Linked DNA regions of Sparus aurata: region 2 is linked to region 1. A link is a contact called in public Hi-C data. All regions are on one chromosome and are shown on one strand. The core of a region is the stretch at or near the end of the contact, and the rest is flanking DNA. Distances in the headings are between cores, read along the strand shown.

What was found. Hi-C and Micro-C count contacts between places; a contact is called where the count stands out from the background.
Region 2: a contact with region 1 is called in a Hi-C map of skeletal muscle, with 2.9 times the contacts expected there. The contact joins the promoter of LOC115582230 here to the promoter of LOC115581217 in region 1. A contact is called at or near these places in 2 of 2 Hi-C or Micro-C datasets (skeletal muscle and an unstated tissue).

The regions. Positions count from the first base shown.
Region 1 is chr5:12,405,956-12,411,771 of fSpaAur1.1, forward strand. It overlaps LOC115581217 (RCC1 domain-containing protein RUG3, mitochondrial-like), which reads right to left and starts at 2,376. Exons shown (of 15, transcript XM_030416122.1): 1 at 2,315-2,376; 2 at 1,230-1,304. It overlaps LOC115582421 (arrestin domain-containing protein 3-like), which reads left to right and starts at 3,154. Exons shown (of 6, transcript XM_030418393.1): 1 at 3,154-3,619; 2 at 5,666-5,723. The coding sequence starts at 3,364.
Region 2 is chr5:12,556,864-12,562,303 of fSpaAur1.1, forward strand. It overlaps LOC115582230 (drebrin-like protein A), which reads left to right and starts at 3,024. Exons shown (of 16, transcript XM_030418050.1): 1 at 3,024-3,415. The coding sequence starts at 3,324.

The DNA of each region.
Region 1 (5,816 bases), core at 1,126-3,625:
CCACATCTGCCATTATGCTACAGATGGCCCTCCGCAGTCCATAATGGACAAATGTTATCAGGCACTGCCTAACAGCCAGTTTCATCTCTGTTTTATGTGGATGAGTTTCAAAGCACACAGGGCTGTCCTTAGCTTAATGAGGGCCCTAAGCAGGATTTGATTTGCTCACTTTTCTTACTTTTAATTACTTTTATATTTCTGCCACATTTACTCATATGTTTCCTGCTCACAACCGATTGGCACCAAGCTGTTGCCTAGATTTTCTACCTGCATATCCACATACTGTATCAGGGAACAGTCTACAAGATTGTTTTGTAATAAAAAATAATCCATTACATTTTCCATTACACACCACAAATAGATTCGTGGTGTGTAATGGACACTTTACACACTCTTACAGATTCTACAAAAGCATTTTGTACACATTTTTCTTGTGGCATCTCTTCATATGTTGTGGCCAACATTTCACTTTCACAGGTTTGGTTCTTATACTATTCAGTCCAGGCAGAGGCTATTCTTTCTATTCTATTCAAATTTCAGAAGAGTAATTTCTATTATTAGGAAAAAAATGAAAAAAAACCTTACACTGATTGCTGGAGTTTATGACATATAATGGTCTTTCAATCAGAATTGCCACCAAAAACATGAGAAGTCTGGAAACAACACCCAAGTGAAGTCTTTCAGAAAAGGCATTCTTACCATATTAGATGGACAAAGAGCATGCTTGAATGCTTTCTGTCTCAAACTGAACTTTTAACAGGACAAATTCACAATGGACAAGCATTCACAATCTCTTTAGGCAACAAAACCTTCAAAACAACTAAACACAATTTCAGGTAAAAAAGTTATTTCTGTTTGTCAGCTGAAACAGTGAGGTGTAGACCTGTAATCTTACTTGTCTCATTACCAAAATATTACCATAAAATAATAGGCCTAAATGCAGATTGTACAGACCACTGATGTTGGGTTTGTAGCTCTGCATGCCAAGCAAACACAACATCAAAGACAAAAAAAGCAGAAACACATTTAGCAGCACACAGCTACAGGAACTAACCTGTCCAATCTTTAAAGCAAAGAACTGTTCATTCCAGTGTCTTCTTATATCAAACTTACTTTTTCTCCCTTTATACTTCTGTTGTTGGTCCTTTTGTTTTCTCAAATTTGTCGCATTTTGTTGTCTCGTGTCCCTGACTTTTTTTTTTCCTTCCTCCTTCGCACATTGCACTCACCACATTGGCAGGGTAACTGTCTCCATGGCACCTTCTGTTGACAGCACACCATCTGATTGAGAGTAGGTTATTAACCTTAGAGGGGCAAACAACGGAAAGTGACATGAGGTGTTTTAGAAGGCACTAACACACACAACATTGTGATGGTAATTTCAGCATTTAAAACTTTAACCACGGACAGTGAACAGAGGACTGAGTTTGTGGACTCTAACAATGGCAGTCTGCACTTTTACTTTCCAATGAGCTTGAAGGGATGAGGTCCCATGAGCGGTTGAGAGGTGTGCGTTATCATAATTACGAGTTGCTGACTTGTAAATAGCATTTAAAGCAACTTCCAAGTCGTTATAACAACTCGGAAGTCCGAATTTACTAAAAGCTCTGATATGTGCAACTACTTAATGGCATGGTCACATTACATTTCAGGTATACAGCTGAAATGCCATTTCAATATTTTTTCTAGTGACAATTACATTTGTGATGCAAAAATGTTAATTCCCACTAAAGGTAATCCATATCGCAGTCAAAATTATACATTTTTAGTTCCAAGATCTTCCTGAGGCCAGTTGTACATTACGTATGCATAGGGAGGTGTCCCCACCATCTACATGTCCTTTTTTGCAATGAATTGTGACTTTTCTGTATGATCTGGGTATTCATCATTGTTTAAACTTGTCCAAAGTAAACACAATATGTATGCCTAAAACCAAGGATAACAACATAGTGTACATTTTAGACACGCTGTAAATGTTTACCCTGTATTAATCTATTAACAATGGAGTCCTTGTCAGTTTTGACATTTTCCCCTTACACGTTCAGACACACCTGCATGCTTGTTAAGTGATGTCACATTCCTAGCTTATATTAGCAGGTGGGTTCACAGACCTTTAAAACACTTTATAATCACCATATATAATAATTCCAGTCAATTCCAACACGACATTTTCAAAAGGTTTTTTGACCAGTTTTCAATGAAACCTCTGAGGGGTAACATTAGCAACACTTACAAAAAAACTTTTTTGTTTTGTTTTTCAAGAAAGCTTGAGTTAAGTTGGCTAACTAGGTTGCAAAGCAACTGGGGCACTTACAAAGTTTTGTGACTTAGGACATTCCGGTTCCGTTCGTCTCCATGGGGGACGCGGCGCGAAACTGTCCCTCTTCATGACGATTTCCATGTGCGCATGCGCATTAGGTAATTAGACCCAGCCGTTTTACTAATAATAATTCACTCTTGTAGATATAAAAATGTCGGTACATTTAGGAGTTGTACAAAAGCCAACATGATCCTTCATTACAATCGAACTGATGCCCACAAGCAGGTAAGTGAGAGACGAACACAATATTTCAAAATTGGAAGTGGCAATTTTGCCACTGGTAAATAAAGTCTGTGGCTGTTTGTTAAAATTCTAAGACACTGCTTAATTAAACCATGGCCTATCTAGTGTGAAGAAAATACGTTAATACCTGTATGACCACAAAGTAGAACAATTCCACTCACAGCAGCGGTTCATATGTTTTAATGTATTTATTATAAAACTTTTACTCTTAAGAAATTACACGTCAAAACACTCCGGGTTTGTATATCCTCACATGATATGTACGTATGTCACTACAGGATGTCTTATTATCTCTACACTGACTACTGATTATTTTCTATTTGCAGGGAATATTCTTGATACTCTATATGCTGTGCTGCGTAAGTTGAATGATTCGCCTGAAAAGGAAATCATATCACTACTATGATCAGTATTTTCTTTTTGTAATTCAACTGTCCTTTTATTGTGAAGAGGCCATATCGGAAGTCCTCACACAGGTTATCTCTGTGCTCAATTAATCCACCTGTGTGCACTGCTTCGTCACTGTGTGTTCCCGTGATTGACCTCCAGGGGGCTCCGTAACATCATTTTTGAGGGGCTTCAGTGAGCGGTCGAGTGGTCCGTGTTTCTTGTGAGCCCCCCTCTCTTCCTGTGTATGGCAGAAGAGGGCTTTTATCAGACTCTCAGGGCGTGTCCTGACCTACAACCCACGGACTGCCATCTTGGTTAATAACCGAGATACAGCTTGGAGGTCCCGACTCTTTGCTGTCTCTGGTCATTTCACCGTTACAGCCTTCATTTGTTTACGATCCTCCGCGAACATGCCTTCAGTCCAAAGCTTTAAGATGACTTACGACTTGCTGAATGACCGAGGGACTTTTTCGGAGGGGGACCCTGTGGTTGGCAAAGTAACACTGGTGTTATTTAAGGAGATCACAGTTGAAAGTCTCTCTGTGAAAGCGAAAGGTGACTGCGATGTGCGTTGGACGGAAAAGCAGGGCGATCGCCAAAAAACGTGCACCGCTACAAAGAGATGTTTCAAACAGAAGCAGTTCTTGATCGCAGAGAACTCCAACGGTAGGCAGCGATGTCTTGAGTTATGCATGCCTTGACCCATCCGGGTACTGCTGACATGGTGCGACTGTTAAACGCTACTTTATCTCCACTTTTTGTCCAGTTGTGGTGGCGGCACCTGATCCTTCAACATTTGTAGCGATTGCTCATAGTAATACAACCATTTATTAGCAAGTAGAAGTACTTAAGTATCTACCAGGAGTATACACTTAAACTGAATCACACAAACACACAGGTATTATTCAAACTGTTGGAATACTATCATTGAGACGTGGATGTGTGAGCATCAGTCTGAGTTGGAGGTTATTTGAACTACTTTGGGTTTAAGTTTACTTCAGACACACAACAGGGTCATTCTGTGGAAACTTCCATATTTCTGTCCTGAGGCTTTACGGAAAAAATGACAGCTGAAAAACACTTGAGACTTATTTCTTTCTTCTTCTTGTTTTATTCTGTCATTAAACAATAGATTATTTGAACAATTACTTCCTCCTTAACCTTTATACTGGCAATATTGTCGCCACAGAAAATTGTTATGTATAGAAGCACTGTGCTGTATTTTAATTTCAGATTATGTTTTTTCTACCATTTAAAATACAATAATGTATACATACCTGTCATATGTAAGATAAAAATTACATTTAAAGTTACATTCATAAATGAAATTTATACTCAAATTCATCATCCCTTAGTCTTATTATTTTGAAATAAATTATGATGATTTATGAGGAAATCACACATCAATAAGTAAAAAAGAAAATACAGATGTAATAATATAACAGTTATTACAGTGAAATCATTTTGTCCAGTGTCTCTTTGAACCTTGAAGCATGAGGCTTCACTGGTATGACTCACTTTATTAGGTAAAAAAAAAAAATGATTAAAGGTGCACTATGTAGTTTCAGGGAAGATGATTTATTCAGAAGTGAAAGATTTTCATTGGCTGATTTTTTTTTTATGCCCAAACAAACTAAATAAACAAACTGTCTTTGTTATCCTGACAGAATAAACTATATAAACAAACTGATCTTAATGGACAACACAATGTCATACTGTTGAACTGTGTCTATATTTGGCATTGATATTGTCAAAGGAGTAGGGTAACACCAGTGAGTCATAAAAAGTAATGAACTTTCATTTGTGTGTATTCATAGATTCCACGAGTTATGGAATCATGTGAGAAAAATAAGTCAAATTTCAGATATCTTGGTCTTCCACAGGTGGACATTTCTGTAGAATGACCCAACAATGAAATTTGACTAATAACTACATAACAGCTTTTACAGTAAAGGTGCAGGAAGCAACCTTTTTACGTTTACATGTGCGCGTGGAAACATTTGAGAAACATAGGTTTGTATTTTGAGTTTTGGTGAGTTGAGATCAAAAAGGGCCAATTGCCTGTCTGGAAGTCCAACAGTTCTAAAGAAAAAGCTTCATATTGCCGCTTTAATGAAGGACAGAATATAGGCTACAGTATTGAAACTAAGTGCAGTGAAATAGAAGCATTAAATGGTAATAATAAGTAGGGATGCACCAATTGGGAAATTCTGGGTATTGCATAAAAAAAGATTTAAGCTGACAGTTTATGCTGGTATGTTTTTGCATTTGTAGTTTTTTTTCACATGGAAAATTACCTTTTTGTAAAAAAAAAATAATAATGTAACTGCTATAAAAGCCCATGTAGCCTGCAATACAACTACCTACTCAGTTACAAGAATCTTTCATTACTTAAATAGCCTCACTGGTGCCAGGTATGTAACAAGCCATGAAAGTGCCAAAGCATAACAGATGTGACGCATCAGATCAACATCAGCCACCTTCATCTGAGACTGTTATCTTACTGGTTTGCAGGCCGTCAGCAGTCAACAAGGTGAATATCATCCAATACCGCTGTTTGGCTGTAAAATTGATGCATTCAAAATACTTATAGCAAATCTCCTCAAGTTTGAACTTACAGAGCATGAGGAAAAGTTAATGGTTAACAGTAACCTCTTAGCAGATAGTGATGGAAGCAGACTACCATCAGAACCAAAATCCTTTCCCTTTCAGGCACCGTACTCACCGCAGGAACCCATGTCTTTAACTTCAGGATGAACATACCATCAGGGTAAGACAGTTTACTAAAAATTACAATGTCTTTGTTTTTGACAAAGACGACCAAATAGCCGACTCTGATGACATAACATTTCTCCCTTGTTTC
Region 2 (5,440 bases), core at 1,774-4,273, 150 kb after region 1:
AACTTCTGTAACTGACCGATAATCATTCCTTGCTGTTGGCTCACAAAAGCTACATCGCTTGATGGTTTCTATGGGATAACAAACACAGTACCAAGTACAGTGTGGTCTGACAAGTTTGAAATACAGCTCCGACACATCGGCACTTACTGTACAGGTAAAGACGTTGGACACATTCCAGCAGCTCGCACCGCCAGACAGTAAATTCACAAGACAACGGGATAATTTCATTGGAAAGGCTGTATTTATGACAGCTCGAAGAGAAGATTATAACCATTGCAGCTGTTCATACACACGCACGTATGTCAGCACGTAAGGATGAAGGTAGGTCCCGGCCTCTCCAAGCATGCAGAGTGGAGCAGTGGAAAACCCATTATTAGTGAAGTGTAGGGCGCCAGGAGGACAAAGATCAGGTTGTGACCCCTGAACCCGAACACATCTCTGGTCCATCAGGTCTGAGCACACATAAACCTGCCACGCAAGCCTCGATACGTCCCAGGAGAACAGGATTTGGACTAATCCATGCATACAAGGAAGTGGTTTTGTTTGGCGACGGGAGTTTATTTTGTCAATTCACAGTGAGATTATGTTTTGCGTGTTGCGCAACACCACAGATCAGTGGATAGTGGACCAGTCACATGAGCCAGGACTTGTTAAAATCGATGTGTTATCAAGGAGATTTAAAGTGCTCTGAGCGACTAGAGGAGGATGTTGCGTGTGACTGGACCACTCAACACTCTGTCACCCACACTTGGTTAGTTTAGACTGTGTCAGGAAGGCAGGAAGCTGAGCAAAACGCCTGTGACAATTAGGGAAGGAGTTTCAGTAAATTAGGAGAAAACCCCCACTTTGCACACACACACACACACACACACACACACTCACACACACACACACACACACACACATGTCCAAATCCCCACTGGACACACAATCATTCCCACATTTAGACCCCATCTCCAACAACAGCTGCCACCGCACCCCAGCAGAGGAAATGCCAAAGTCTTCTGAAGTGGAGCATAACAGCACTGCAGCTCACATCCACAGTGGAGGGCTGAGAGGCTGGAAGGGCAGAAGAGCCTCTAATAGCAGGAAGTTTTAAGAATAATAGCGGCATGGGGATGTCATGCCCCTTGTCCCTCTGGCATGTAAGCTTTGGCCAAAGCAGTTGAGTCAGACTGTGCTGCATGCTTACTCATACAAGTAGTGCAGCATTTTTTCACACAACGCACAGTAAGGGTTTACCAGATGTGGGCTCTTCGGGGAGAACTGTATACTTTTCCAAACAAAGAATGAGGCAGCCAGGCTTTACATGTGCATGTATCAGGCCAGATGGCATCTTTAAATTCAGTCTTTTTCAAGGTCATAATTTCATTTTGCGTTACGATTAGAGTAGGTTTATGTGCCTTAATGTTCACAGCATCATTGTGTTCCCCCTCTGTCTGAAACGCTCAGTTTTAGCCCCCGTCTCTTTAAGGCCCCTCCTCCCAAATGCCCAGTCTCCTCTGGTTGGTCAGCACGCACATGCCTGAGCCAGTGCCGCTAACAACAACAACAACAGAGCAGCTGCTCTTAATTATTTTTTTATAGTGTTATATCAAAAAGTCCCGGAATTAAAGGGGAGAGTACTGACGAGACGTTTCAGGAGCGGTGTTCTCTGTGGGAGAGAGGAGCTTCTGTTGGCGCTGATTTTGATCTTTTTAACTTTCAAGATCTTTTACATGCACAAGAACCATAATAACACACTGGAGGAAGTAGGTCTCCTTTAAATTATTTGCAGCATGGACCTATTCATTATTTCCTGACTATGGCATATTGAGAAATAGTTGCAACCCTGACTGTTCAAAATTTACCCAAGGAAATGGATTACAAAGTTAAAATGGAAACTCTTTTCCCTGTGCCACAAAAGGAAGTTACACTCACGAGTGATTACGTCGGCGGACTGTGTCAATCCAATATTCACCAGAGGATTAATCACTGTAAACTGGTTCCCGGTCAAATCGTAGTAGTTAAAAGCATGGCATGGCACTTTACACTAAATGGTAGCAGAGGTGATCTGAAATCAGATTTCATGAGGTCGAGTCCAACCTGATTCTGACACATCAGGAGGTAAAAACCTGTGATTTTTACCCTCTACATCTGTCCTGGATTATCTAAGAATGGCTGCTAAGTAAATTACAGAGCTCAGGAGCGTTCCCATAATCCAAGATCTTAAACCCTCATGCCACTGACCCACAGTCAAACACCAGTGCGTGTGTGTGTGTGCCTCTGGAGGGAGTTTGTCTGGAGTTCACAGCTTGTATGCATCAGTGTATGGCAGCGTTTGTGTGTGTGTGTTTGACTGTGTGGTCAGTGTGTCACTGCTGGGCAGCCATTGAACAGACCCCCAGCCGCTCTTAAACACTGAAACAGCCTCCCCTGCTCTTTTTTTTTTTTTTTTTTCTCTAACATGCTGCCTGCTTCAGACTCAGTTCCCATGAAATTGGCCCGTCTTTGGCTCGTTCAGATTGCTTGCACTGTAAATGGCTTCTCTGGAGTCTGCCAAGGGGCCGACGGGGGCCGATTCAAGGACAGAAAAGATACAAAAGGAGACTGACAGATCCAACGCTGCCGCCCTGCCCCTGTAGCCCCTCTGAACCACACCAACAAGTCCTATTGTTGGTTTATGCTCAAGTGAAATCCAATCCATCACAACTAATGAGAACAATAACAATGACTTACAAAATAAATATTTTATTGGATTGCTCTGTGCTGTTTACCCTCAGCTATCATCCCCCCTTGCCAGGACTATTATGTAAACAGTGGTGATGTGGTGCAATGACTCCAGTGCTTTAACACAGCAACATGTCTGCTGTATAAAATGTCAGATGAGTAAAAAAAAAAAAATTAAAAAAGAAAAAAAAAAGCAGGGAAGTTATAGAGGACCAGGGAGGATGCAAGAGACGTGATCTGTACGTGCTGCTGAGCGGCTTGCGTTTCTTCCAAGTGACCCAGCGAGTGAGGTCATTATGCTTTCCACTCTCTCAACGGGAGGTGGGGCTTTTTGGTGAAAACTTATTCTACCCCGCTGCACAAAGACCAGTGTGCAGTCCCGCAGTCTCCTCCACGCTGTGAGTGCGCGGCGCCCGCACGGATCGCTCCAATTTCGGACCTTAAGCCCATCCAACATTGCGTGAACCCGCGCACCTTCGCTGCTGTTTGCTCGGCCGTGAACGACCCACTGGGTGCTCCGCTGTGGCTTTTCTCCGGCAGATACTCCGACCCCGGACACCGTCGGGACCAGTGAAGAGAGAGGCTGCGGGAGTGGTCTGGAAACTTTTGCCATCATGAGCACGCGATCGGTCAACCTTGATACCTACAGCCTGTCGCTGCTCACGGCCAAGGAGGACATCCTCAACCCGCGCTCCTCCACCAACTGGTAACACACTCTTGAGCAAAATTGCATGCGCCGTGCAGCAGCAGCAGAATCTTGTTACTCCCTCTGCATCATAACACTAACGATTACATGTCAGCTTTACAATTCTGCGTCATTAGAATGAGAATCAGTAACTTTTTCATGAAACTTTCACGCTCCTCATCTTGTTTTACTAAGTGAGTTTTAGCCGTTTACGCGTAACCAGGTTGGCTGTTGCGTAATGAGCGGCTTCATTTCAATTAATCCAGTGAGGGCTCCGGAGGTGGCCAGCACAGGGGACAGCACGCAACCTGGACCCGCAGCGACAACACAACCTACTAACGCAGCAATGCATTGTTCCCCCCCTCCTCTCGGAGTGGTGAGGTTAGAGTCGCCGTACGTTACGCACGCCAGGCGGTCGGTGTGGCTCTCCGGGCGCAGCACCTGGCCGGCGGCGCGCTGCCGTCACCCTGGCCCTGCGCTCCGTGACTGTGCTGTTCTCCCCGAAGAGCTGCGAGGCTTCAGTCTTTGTGCCGAGGATCATGTTTCTGCTGATGTGCTGATCTCTGACACGGGTTGTCTTTCAGGGAGAGGCTCTTTAATTTGACAGACGGCAGAGTGCGCATGCATGAGCAGTGGTGGAAAGTAATTAAGTACATTTAACATTTTACAATTTTGAGGTAAATCAACTGTTCTCAAGTATTTCCATTTCATGCGACCTTAAACTATCACTCCATCAGACTTGGGAGGAAAAAATTATACTTTTTTGTTAGTACAACATTTACTTGAGAGCTTCACTGACTGGTCACTTTGCTGATAGTATTAATAAAAATGTAGATAAACTAATAGATTATGATGTATCATTGTACATTAAGTTACTCAGCAGCATAAAGTTAGCAAAAACTACCAACCTCCACCTCTACCAGCTGTGCCCTTGATGTGATGAAGACTTTAATTCACCGACAATTGTTATCTAGGGATGTCATACATAATATTGGGATTTGGGCTGTTCCGCAACATAACCACTTTTACTTTTAGTACTTAAAATATATTGACTTCTGTACTTTTACTCAAAGGTTTCAATGTGTAAGAAATGTGGTTCAAAATGTATTTAAAAAATAACAGATATTATCAACACAATCAGTAGAAAAAGGGGTTTAAAGTTACGGCAAAATAATCCATTTATTGTGTTGCACAGATCCGGCCCGACCCATCCTGGACTCCTGATACATTCCCTAACTGCACAGCTAACTGGGCTAATGGCAGCTAACGTTAGCAGTAATTGGCAGTTACCCTGCTGATATGCTGCCTCCTGTTTGTTTGGAGTGACCTTCGACAGGTGGCCAGTTCATACATATTGCACCTTTAAGAATGATTTTAAATGCAGGAGTCTTACATAGAACAGAGGATTTCACACTGTAGTAATGCCACTTTTACTTAAGGGAAAGCCTGCTCCACCGTCGTTTATGAGTCGAGTCCTCACAACTAACCAATAATAATAATTAAAGTGTTGTGTAATACCTAAGATGTGTACAATAAACACACAGTCTTTAAACATGAAGACCGAATCAGTATTCAGACCACAGTTGAAGTGTTTTACCAGAAGAACTAGCTCTTTGTTTTAAGTTCTAATTTTCCAACACATAAAAAGTTGATTTATTCGCTCTGCTCTGGCACGTGACACCGCATCATGCTGAAACCTGACCACCTGGAACTTGGCTCACTCTGTCCTTTTGTCAAAGGGTTTGGCTGGTCTGTCTCTATGGTGACCTATCCATCTCTCCCAAACAATAACAGTCTCCAACTCTGTCAGCCTGTCTCACCCTCTGTCTCCAGTTTCTTCCTCTTTTATGTTACAGACATGCTGTCACTGGCTATACTCGGCTAGTAGAGGCAGAATTAGATATTACACACGCGTTCATGTGGAAGGAGAAAAATGATTCTGTCCATGTTTCATCCTCCTCTGCCACCCACTGGGTTTCTCTGCCCGCTTCCTCCTGGCTTTTTCGTGCCGCCATGCAGACTTGAGGATATTAGATTCAGAACGCG